3 separate regions of the Hordeum vulgare genome follow, and regions 2 and 3 are each linked to region 1. The links are chromatin contacts, called in public Hi-C maps. All regions are on one chromosome and are shown on one strand. Each heading gives the region's core, a stretch centred on a gene start, on an enhancer-like site or on the middle of the called end of the contact. The rest is flanking DNA. Distances are from core to core; before and after follow the strand shown.

Region 1 (3,310 bases), core at 350-2,849:
AACGTGACTAGATACATTCATATCTAGACAAATCTAAGACAAGAATTTTGGGACGGAGAGAGTACTAATTGCATGTATTTATTTGCTTCAATTATTTTCAGTTTAATCAATCCTTAAGGCTACTACCCAGGAGAACAGAAAAAATGATAACGCATTGGTACATTATATAGAATTCTTGATGTCAATACAGCACAAGAGACCTACATTTTGCAGACAGTAATAGCATAATCCCAGGAATGTAGCAGAAGGGTTGGTTCAGAAGTAATAGACAGTGTAACACTGAGAAGAAAAAAATGAGAAGGAAGGTGACCGACATACCAAATCCAATCTTCAGCCATAATAATAGAAAACAATATACAACAGATCCCCCGCTCTAATTGAACAAATTAATCCGGTATTTTTTCCTTCGATGCTTAGACACGACTTGAAGTACGGCTGTATATCAAGTATTAATTTCATTTTGGAAAGCATCTAAATTCATGGTCTGGAAACAAGCATCAGTGTCGATATGAACCAGAGCCCTAACAGAAAGCTCATAAATCCCTTGGACAGCCTACACGGAGACATCATTCTCATGACTAACTTACAATCACCATTACAGTACCTAAACTAACTATTGGGCAAGGGGCAAACGAAAATTCTAGAACTAACCAATCTACTTCATGTTAAATTTTAATCAGAAGAGCAAAACCCATAAAACGTCTGTACAATCAAACGGTCATTCAACAATTTGCACATAATAAAACCTCCCTGTTTAGCCACATGGTTTTTTAACTGTCCAAGTAGCATAGCTTATTCTGAAACGGTTTGCTGCTTAGGAGAAAACAATCAAGCTCGCACAAACGAATGCCAAAGTGAAACTCGGCAAGATAAACACCACTGGTGTGTTCCTGCATTGTAATTACAATCAATAATACTAAGACGAACTAGCAGCAAGTAGGCTCGCGCTTATTTGCTCTATTGTCACGCAAGGAGCAAACAGTTTATCCACAGGAAGAACAGCATTAGCTAAAGTGAATTTGGAGAACACCGAGCCATTTCCAGATCGCGACGACTCCTCGCGTTGGGACCCTAAGCCAACCAACCAACCAACCAACCAACCAAATCAGTCGAACCTCCACATCTCGAGATCACATACGAGCACCAGCAGGGGCGAAACTAGGCATCCGACCCGAACTGAACTCTGTACCTGTAGAGCGAGCAACGAAACGGAGAAGTGGGCGCGGGATCTGGTGATCTGACCTGGGGCACGAACATCCGCGGCGAGAGGGAGCGGCCGGGACTCCCGGGCGGCGATCCGGGACCGCCGCTGGCACCCACGACGCCCACCGAGCAGGCACGGCGCACGTTGTTGGCGCCCCCGCCGTAGGGAGGGAAGCCGCCGCGGGCCGAGGAGTCCTCGACGTCGACGTCGGCGGCGTCGGCTTCCCCGGGCGCGGCGGCGTCCTCCTCCCTGCCGCTGGCGTTGCCCATGGCCTCCTTCCCTCCTCCTCCTCCTCCTACCCCCGCCCCCGCGGCGGCGAAATCACGGAAGTGCCACTCACTGCGTTGTGGCGCTGCTGTTGCGCGAGGGGGCAAGGAAGACGAGCGAGAAGGAAAGGGAGGGATGGCTGCGCCCGTTTGGTCGTGTAATTAAGCGCGTGCCGCTGCCCCTTGCCCGGGAAGCGTGGCGGCACCCGTGCACCCGGTGCTCGTGGGTTGCACAGTCACCGTCCCGTCGGCCCCACGTGGCCCGCCTGCTGGTCGGTGCAGGAGGGTGTAGCGCACGGAGGGCCGTGTTTGGTGATGTGTACGTGACGTGGAGCCGGGGCCCTGGTCACGGCGCGCACGTTCGGACGGACGTTGGGTTGGATGATGGAGAGAGAGGAGCCTATACCTGGGTCGGGCGCCGGCTCCCGGGACCCGGAATCCGGCATCCATCGCTGCGATCTCGTTGGCGTGTTGTCTCGCGAATCCTTTGCGTTGAAGAATAAGAATCGTGAAAGGGATGGGTTCGTGTCGAGGAACACGGTAGGTGAAAGGATTAGCCTTGTCACGGTTGCCATTCGTGAGTATCAGCCAAATTCCAGTGTTTGTCGTGCGATCCATCTCTAGCAACAAGAAAATGTGTTGTGGGCGCGGCGTGCCTTGACACGGAAATGGTAGTGCTCCACATCAACGTGCGATCCATCTCTAGCAACACTACTCTACTCAATTCCTTTTGTTAGACTCAATTCCTTATGTTAAGAATAGATTAATTGCTTATTAATTAAGCTAATTATAAGTAAATTAATCGTTAGATAGGTTGCTTGGTTCTCAAACAAACAATCATGTATCTTACATTTTTAATAAGTTGGTCACAATTCTTTCCACATGCACAAGGTTCACATCATCTTGCATGCCACATTATTCAAAATGTCCACGTCATGATGCATGCCAAATAATTCATACCCACTACTACTAATTCTTTTAGCATGCAGCCAGTTCACATCAGCGTAGATGACGCATCAGCAAGACGGTGTCTTTTTCACCATCAAGCCGTGGCACGAGGACGACCATGATGTATCCGAGGACTTCATGCTCCACGCCCGCATCATCATTGAGAAGATGCCTATGGAGATGTGGTCCCTCAACGGGGCAGCAAGGGTGCTCGGCGACAAGTGCATCATCGACCGCCTCGACACTCGCACCCGCGAGCACGGCCACACGAAGACGTTCGCTTGTTGGATGTGGGTGTGGGATGTGGCGTTCATCCCCACCACGCACATCATCTGGCGGACAACGCAGGATGTTGGGCGCGTCGAGGTCGTGCCCGGCTTCTCGCCACCAAGCAGGGAAGTGGGACCCCCTCCTCGTGTCTGGTGCCACGACATGCTCATCCACGTCGACCGCGTGGAGGACTGGTCACCCCTCTCGTCGCGCTCGTCGCATTCTACGCAAAGTGGTCTACCCTCCTCAGGGGTCCGACGATGGGCGATTGGTCCCGGAGGTCTAGCCGGGCCACTGGACCATGCATGTCGAGGATGGCCAGGGGCACGGCCGACGGCACCCCGCCCTCGTCACCACCTCAGGCTGCGGGGGTCTGCAACTGGGGCCGCGTTGGGACCGCGACGACGATAACGCAGGGAGGGTGGAAGACGCCGATCCTAAAAGGACACCCTGCTCGGTCGGGTCCAGGCGGGCCCGATGCAAAAAAGCTAGGGGGAGACGCGGCCAGCTCCATGCGTCATAGGAGCAGGACGTCGATCAGCCGACGAGGCGATGGTGTGCGTCGCACAGGAGGGCGCGTCGGGCTCAGCATCATTAAGGCCACACCTCCGCTGCAGCTGGC
Region 2 (3,310 bases), core at 382-2,881, 630 kb before region 1:
ATATATATTCAGCTTTAATTAAATTAATAATACATTGGCAATGTTCGACATCCGCTCTATGGTAGGTCTATACCTCATCTGGTGATATGTTTTCCAAATCTAGCATGTTTGACAGCACACGCCGAGGTGGACCAAAGGTACGAGCTGCGCTTCTATTAACGTCAATTCTCATACTTACAACTAACCAGTACCCTGTGTAAACTTTTAGGCAATTGTTAGTGAATATGCTGTGACTGGAAATGATGCTGGCCGAGGAACATTAGTAGCTGCTCTAGCTGAAGCTGCATTTCTTATTGGATTAGAAAGAAACAGGTTCTTGTATTCTGCTTCTGGTTTGGTATCATGGTGATCAGAGCAGCCATTGTGAGCTTGCATGTTTTTCCTACTTTTTGTATGCAGCGACGCTGTTGAAATGGCAAGTTGTGCTCCACTCTTCGTAAATGACAATGATCGCAGGTAAATGATTCAACGCTTTGTATCAGTAAATCAGTCACAGAGTAATTCTGAAAACATGCTACAGTTTGTCTACTTGAAGTTAAGCTGAAATTTAGATAATCCTTTGACTTGAATTACTGTAGAGAGATGGAAGGATCTCTGGAGAGAGAAATACACTTGCACGTCATTACGATTTTTCTACTGATGCCTGTGGTATCCATGAAAATACGTTTGTGCTTAATAGGTGGAGTCCAGATGCCATAGTCTTCAACTCGTGGCAGCACTATGGATGTCCAAACTACTGGATGTTACACTTCTTCAAGGACTCAAGTGGTGCAGCACTTCATCCATCTACCATTCAAGTATCGAACTATAACCAACTGGTCGCATCGGCTATCACTTGGCAGAATTCTAAAGATGGAAATGCTTACCTAAAAATAAAGGTGCATTTATTCCATTGTCCTAGAATTAAACAGGTCCGATGAACATTTAAATAACCAAATCCGTTTATGTCAGGTTCTAAATTTCGGCAACAAAGCTGTAGATCTTAGTATCTCTATAACCGGGCTGGAGAACGGGATTCAGACATTTGGCTCCATAAAGACGGTACTTACATCTGGTTCTCTATGGGATGAGAATTCCTTCCAGCAACCAGACAAGGTATGCTACATTGACTTGTTTTCTTTCGGGTAACCGCAAAGTGAATTGGGCGTGAGAATTGTTCCGTATTGGATTAGTAGCTGTAGTGGTGCTTGTAAACTTGCAATGTTTTGTCTTGAACTTTTGTATGGAATGCAATAGGTGGTGCCGGTGGAAAGCCCGATAACCAATGCGAGGGAGGAGATGAGTCTTGTACTGGATCCGTACGCCCTCACCTCGTTTGATCTCCTCTTGGACCAGAGCAGTAGCACGATGATGCATCCAGTCCCAGAGTCAAGCTTGCATTCAAGTGTGTGAATACAGAAAGGAATGCGATAGACGAGAGAACCGCCTCTCAGTGCAAATCATGAACTTGGAATAAACATAAACTTAATGTGGGCGTGTGTCGATGTACATTTTACATACATACATATATATGCGTCAAAAGGCAAGCGCTTATCTATGATTATAGGCCTTGGTCTAACTCTCATGGACAGATTCTCCGTCGTAGTCTAGGTGGTTAGGATACTCGGCTCTCACCCGAGAGACCCGGGTTCAAGTCCCGGCGACGGAATTTTTTTGGGGCTCGAAAAAAAAGGATTTCGTATAGTATATATTTTTGCAAGGAACTGCGCCCTTGAAACGACAGTATTGACAAACATGTGGAAAATATTGTCCGATGTTCCCGTGGTGAACAATCATTGACGCGCACCTCCTTCCTTGGCAGTCGTGCTGGTGGCCATCCTATCCTAATAAGGGAATCTATTCTTAACCCGCTCCCAAATTTAAAATTCCAAATTTCTCGCTCGCCTCCTTCCTACTAATCCCGGCAGGAGGAGAGGAGAATCCCGTGGCCTCAAAGCACCGGCAGGCAGACACCGCCTCCGCCCCGCTCCCCCCCAACGCCCGCCCATGGCTCCGGCTCCGGCGTCGAGCGGCCGAATCCGGCCCTGGCTGGTGGTTGGCGACCTGGTCCTGGCGGTGCTGTGGGTGTGCGCGGGCGCGCTGGTGAAGCTGGCCGTGTACAACGTGCTCGGACTTGGGGGCCGCCCGGAGGGAGAAGCCGCCAAGGTCTCGCTCTCTGTCGTCTACATGTTCCTCTTCGCCTGGCTCGAATCCGCCACCGGCGGCGCCTCCTACAACCCGCTCACCGCCATCTCCGGTGCCCTGGCCTCCCGCGGCGGCCCCGCCCTCTACCTCTTCACCGTCTTCGTACGGGTCCCTGCGCAGGTGATTAGTCGCTCTGCCTCATCCTTCCATCTCCACTTTTGAGTTCCCGGAACACATGTGCCTAGTATTTATTGTTTTCAACAGAGGAGCCAACACGATTTGACCGGTACCTATTTGCGGGCCATATCATCTTATAATATACCACTATCTCATAACCGATCCATGAGGCATTGTCGTTGCTACTCCCTCCGTTTCAAAATATAAGGTTTCACAAGAAGAGCAAAATGAGTGAATCTATACTTTAAAGTATGTCTATGTACATCTGAATGTAGTTCATAATGCAATCTTTAAAAGGTCTTATATTTAGGAACGGATGGAGTACTATGTACTGGGAACAACACACATTTGTTCAATATATTACAAATATATTGGCCTCTATAAAAAAAAATCAGCACACCTTTGTCTTTGTTACAACGGGCAGGTATAGCAAGTTGTGCCAGAATGCCAAAATCTGAATATGACACCAGTATTTGGCCACATTATGGATGCCTTAAGCCATTACTATATTTTTCGATTTAATGTTATATGGGGCACACGTGGATACATATAATGTTAAAGAACAGAAAGGCTTTGCAGATAATTGTGTGGGCAAAATGTTAATACATGTCTAAGAAGTCTACTCTTAATGAAGGGACGAAATACAAACTGTGTGGGCATGTGGCATAATGCAGTACTATGAAACAGTGGTCAATTTTGTCACTTCAGATGTGATATAGATTGATAGCGAAACATAACAGCTATGTTGGCATTGGCATGTAGATGATTTCTAGACATTGGACAAGAGACATCGTATAAGATGTGTTAGGAAACTTTCTGTTTTTCTTCAAATGAAATTGGATGGGAGGGGAGAGATGAACTATCAGACCTATTTAATTCTTTCTTTTTTGCGGCGGGAAAGCATTTCATTTCATTTAATCATCAATGGGATTACAATCATTTGAAATGATAATGCTAATCTCCTAGGGAGAGTTTCCTAACCAACAAGTCGTACTCTGTTGACTACGAC
Region 3 (3,310 bases), core at 309-2,808, 620 kb after region 1:
GAACGAGCATTGGAGATGCCCTAAGTGGACCAAACTTGTCGCCTTCAGCCTCTCCAATTTGTTAACTAATAGGTCAACCATGGTTGCGTTTGAGAGCGAACTTTTGATCCGCTAGAAACAATGCGTTTCCACAACCAACATGTAAAAATAGTTGCATCTATTCATCGCTCATCGTACCTTCAAGAGAAAGAAAGGAGGAAAACCCCGGAGACCCAGCTCATGCTCAGCGGCGTGTTTTTCTTTGGAATTGGAAGTAACCGAGTAAACAGTAAACAATGCGTTTCCACAAAGGACCTCCGGCCACAGATCAGTACGCGCACAAGCTAAGACAAAGAGCCGATCCTTTTGTCAATCTGAAGCGCGAAACGGTGCCAGCTTGCTAGCTCGTACTCCGACTACTGTAGTACTCCCTACGTTCCTAAATATAAGCCTTTTAAGCGATTTCACTAAGGGTCTACATACGAAACAAAATAATTGAATCTATATTTTAAAGTATGTCTATATACGGATGTATATAGTCCATTAGTGAAATCTCTACAAAGAATTATATTTAAAAACGGAGGGAGTACTTAGCACCGCGGCAAACCCGGTCCCTAGTCCATGGTTGGTCAAGAACTGTTCAAAGTTTCGGACCGACGGAAAATGTCTCCCCTGACCTGATTTTCGTCAACTGCCTACGACTCAAGCAATGGAAGCAGCATACTTCATTATTGGTGCTCTCCCCTATCTCTCTATCTCGCTATTTTCTACTTCTTCCGTTCCTAAATATAAAATATTGTAAAGATTTTTTTATTATAGACTACATACAGATTTATATAAATATATTTTAGATTATAGATTTATTTATTTTGTTTCAGTAGTCTATAATGAACTCTCTAAAATGTTTTATATTTAGGAACGGAGGGAATAACATATACAAATACTACTTACGACAAGCAGAGGAAATTAGTTCTGTGGTCACCCTTGGTACGTATGATTAACGAACCTAAGCTTTCCATTTCAAAAATGAAAAACTAAGCTAGCTTTGGACGACGGCATAAACTAGAACCTAATCCATCACCGTCATATCCGAAAGAGTCCTGCAAATAAGATGGTTTGTTTAATATGCCTGACCTTCTAGAGGCTGCCGGATTTGATGACTCCGTGTGCAAATAATTTGATGTTCATGTCACAGTCAAAAGAAAAATTGATGTTCATTTCGATGGTAAACTAATTGATGTTCCTGTCATTGAACTTTGTAACTATTAAATGTTCATTTCGATGGTAAACTAATTGATGTTCCTGTCATTGAACTTTGTAACTATTAAAAACTGGACATCTGTTTTATAAGTACTTCCTTAATATTACTTCTTCTGTAAACTAATATAAAAGCGTTTAGTTTACGGAAGGAGTACAATATAAGAAATTTTTATAGCTTTGAAGCAATATTTTATGAAAGGATTCGCTTTTTAGGTGCGGGGTGCGTCCAAATTTGAGGTCATGGGTTAAATGAACCCCGTTATTGGCACAAAGTATCCAGGCCGGCCCAACGTTCAGATTAGCCCAAGGCTTTTCTTCAACTAAGATTTACTGTGTATACCTGCACCGCATCGAGAGCTGTATCTCGCTTATAGCAAGAATAGCTCTCATCTTGCTGAACGTTTTTCCTGATCTCCTGTTTCTGGACCGGCTCGTTTCTATTTCTTTTTTCCTATCATTTATTCTGTTCATTTTTTTCCTTCTCAGTTTTTCCTAATTTTTGTAATTCTTTTTCAATGGTTTCTTTTCTTTTTTGGTTTTACTTTGTTTCTTTCCGTTTTCCATTCTTTCTGCACTAGTTTCATCATTTTTCATTTTCTGTTCCCTTTTTCTTTGGCATTGTTTCTTCTAAAGTTTTGAATTTTTCTTTGTTTCTTTTATTTGCATTCTACATTTAGTGTATGCATCAAGAGTGTTTTTATAATATATGGTCAAAGTATATTTTATATTTATTTTTAGCATTTTTTAAATGCTCAAATAATATATTTTTAAATACTTTATTAACATTTTTAAATACATGATCACATTTTTCTATGCATATTTTAACATTTTTAAATACTGGATTAATAATTTCCAAATATAAGATTATCATTTTATTGAAACATGGTCAACATTTTCTACACACATTTAACATTTCTGAAGGCTTGATTAAAATATTCTAAATAATTATTTAATATGTATTTTTCAAATTCTTAATTAATATTTGCTAAATACATGATCAATTTTTCAACACACATTTTACAAAAAAATTATACATGAGAAACATTTTCTTTATACACATCTAGCATTTTAAAATGCTTGTTAACATTTTATATGGTCAACACTTTTTTTACATGTTTCAAATGGCTGGTTAAAATTTTCCAAATACGAGATTATAAACAAAAGTATAAAAAATGGAAACAAAAATACATGAAAAAAACTAGGACGTGGTCTCCCACGCCACTAGGCAGGTCCATTTAGAGAGAAGACTGACCTAAGAGCATGCTAGGTCTTGCTATAAGCGAGGCGCTACCCCAATTTTTTCTTAACAAAATATACGATGGACATCTAAAAGTTATCCCAGAAAGATATGATAAAAATATCTAGTTTATACTCCCTCCGTCCCAAAATAAGTGCCTTAAGCTTAGTACAATTTTGTACTAGAGCTAGTACAAAGTTAAGACAGTTATTTTGGGACAGAGGGAGTATTAGATAATAGTAAGCATAGGTGATGCAAGGGGGCCATGCAAAAAAATAACAACGGATAATGTGATAACTAGAACCATGGACACACTTATGACCATAAACAAAGAGGAAATTGCTACCAATGTCGAGATATCTTCGCGGCAATACTGATTGAAGTGAATGACAAAACTTCTACTGATTCATAGTTACATGTACAATATATATGAGATGGAATGAACGTGAGGATCTAGAGAGACGGTGGTTCCCGAAGACTCGGAGAGAATTAAAAGATGTTTCGGTTGCAGATGTCAAACGGATGACGAGTGGGCAAGGGGAGAGTTTTGACTAATTAATTTGTACTAACTAATCACAACAATATCCCTAATTTATGCTTGTACATGTAGAATCATCACATGATTGCCCAATTAGTACCATCATCTTGAAAGATCATCCATTGTAGTACCATCACCCGAAAGAATTCTACTTCATAAGTTTTTCAATTAAAGTACTTGACGAGGACACGAAACATGAATTCACAAAGAGAAAGAGGGTAATATGACTCTTTGAGCAGAGGTAGTCCAGGAAGATACTCCCCCTGATTCCTAGAAGTCTTGGAATCTTCGCATAC

The links. Hi-C and Micro-C count contacts between places; a contact is called where the count stands out from the background.
Region 2: a contact with region 1 is called in a Hi-C map of seedling, with 7 times the contacts expected there. The contact joins the promoter of LOC123448778 here to the promoter of LOC123448782 in region 1. A contact is called at or near these places in 3 of 6 Hi-C or Micro-C datasets (leaf and seedling).
Region 3: a Hi-C map of leaf shows a contact between it and region 1, with 2.8 times the contacts expected there. The contact joins the enhancer-like site here to the promoter of LOC123448782 in region 1. A contact is called at or near these places in 3 of 6 Hi-C or Micro-C datasets (leaf and seedling).

The regions. Positions count from the first base shown.
Region 1 is chr4H:414,215,325-414,218,634 of MorexV3_pseudomolecules_assembly, forward strand. It overlaps LOC123448782 (SNF1-related protein kinase regulatory subunit beta-1-like), which reads right to left and starts at 1,600. Exons shown (of 4, transcript XM_045125785.1): 1 at 1,243-1,600. The coding sequence starts at 1,473.
Region 2 is chr4H:413,580,464-413,583,773 of MorexV3_pseudomolecules_assembly, forward strand. It overlaps LOC123448778 (aquaporin SIP2-1), which reads left to right and starts at 1,632. Exons shown (of 3, transcript XM_045125781.1): 1 at 1,632-2,304. The coding sequence starts at 1,987. LOC123448777 (alpha-L-arabinofuranosidase 1-like) reads left to right here. Exons shown (of 18, transcript XM_045125779.1): 13 at 66-137; 14 at 209-312; 15 at 400-456; 16 at 680-878; 17 at 952-1,095; 18 at 1,237-1,543. The coding sequence ends at 1,392. It overlaps TRNAE-CUC (a tRNA gene), which reads left to right and starts at 1,576; the gene lies at 1,576-1,648.
Region 3 is chr4H:414,840,038-414,843,347 of MorexV3_pseudomolecules_assembly, forward strand. No RefSeq gene overlaps it. Among protein-coding and RNA genes, the nearest start is that of LOC123448783, 290 kb to the right of the region's middle. Within about 2 kb of position 1,559, at least 2 of the 3 cell types and tissues checked have open chromatin away from gene starts, as enhancers often do. A contact at or near this core is called in leaf, where this site is marked.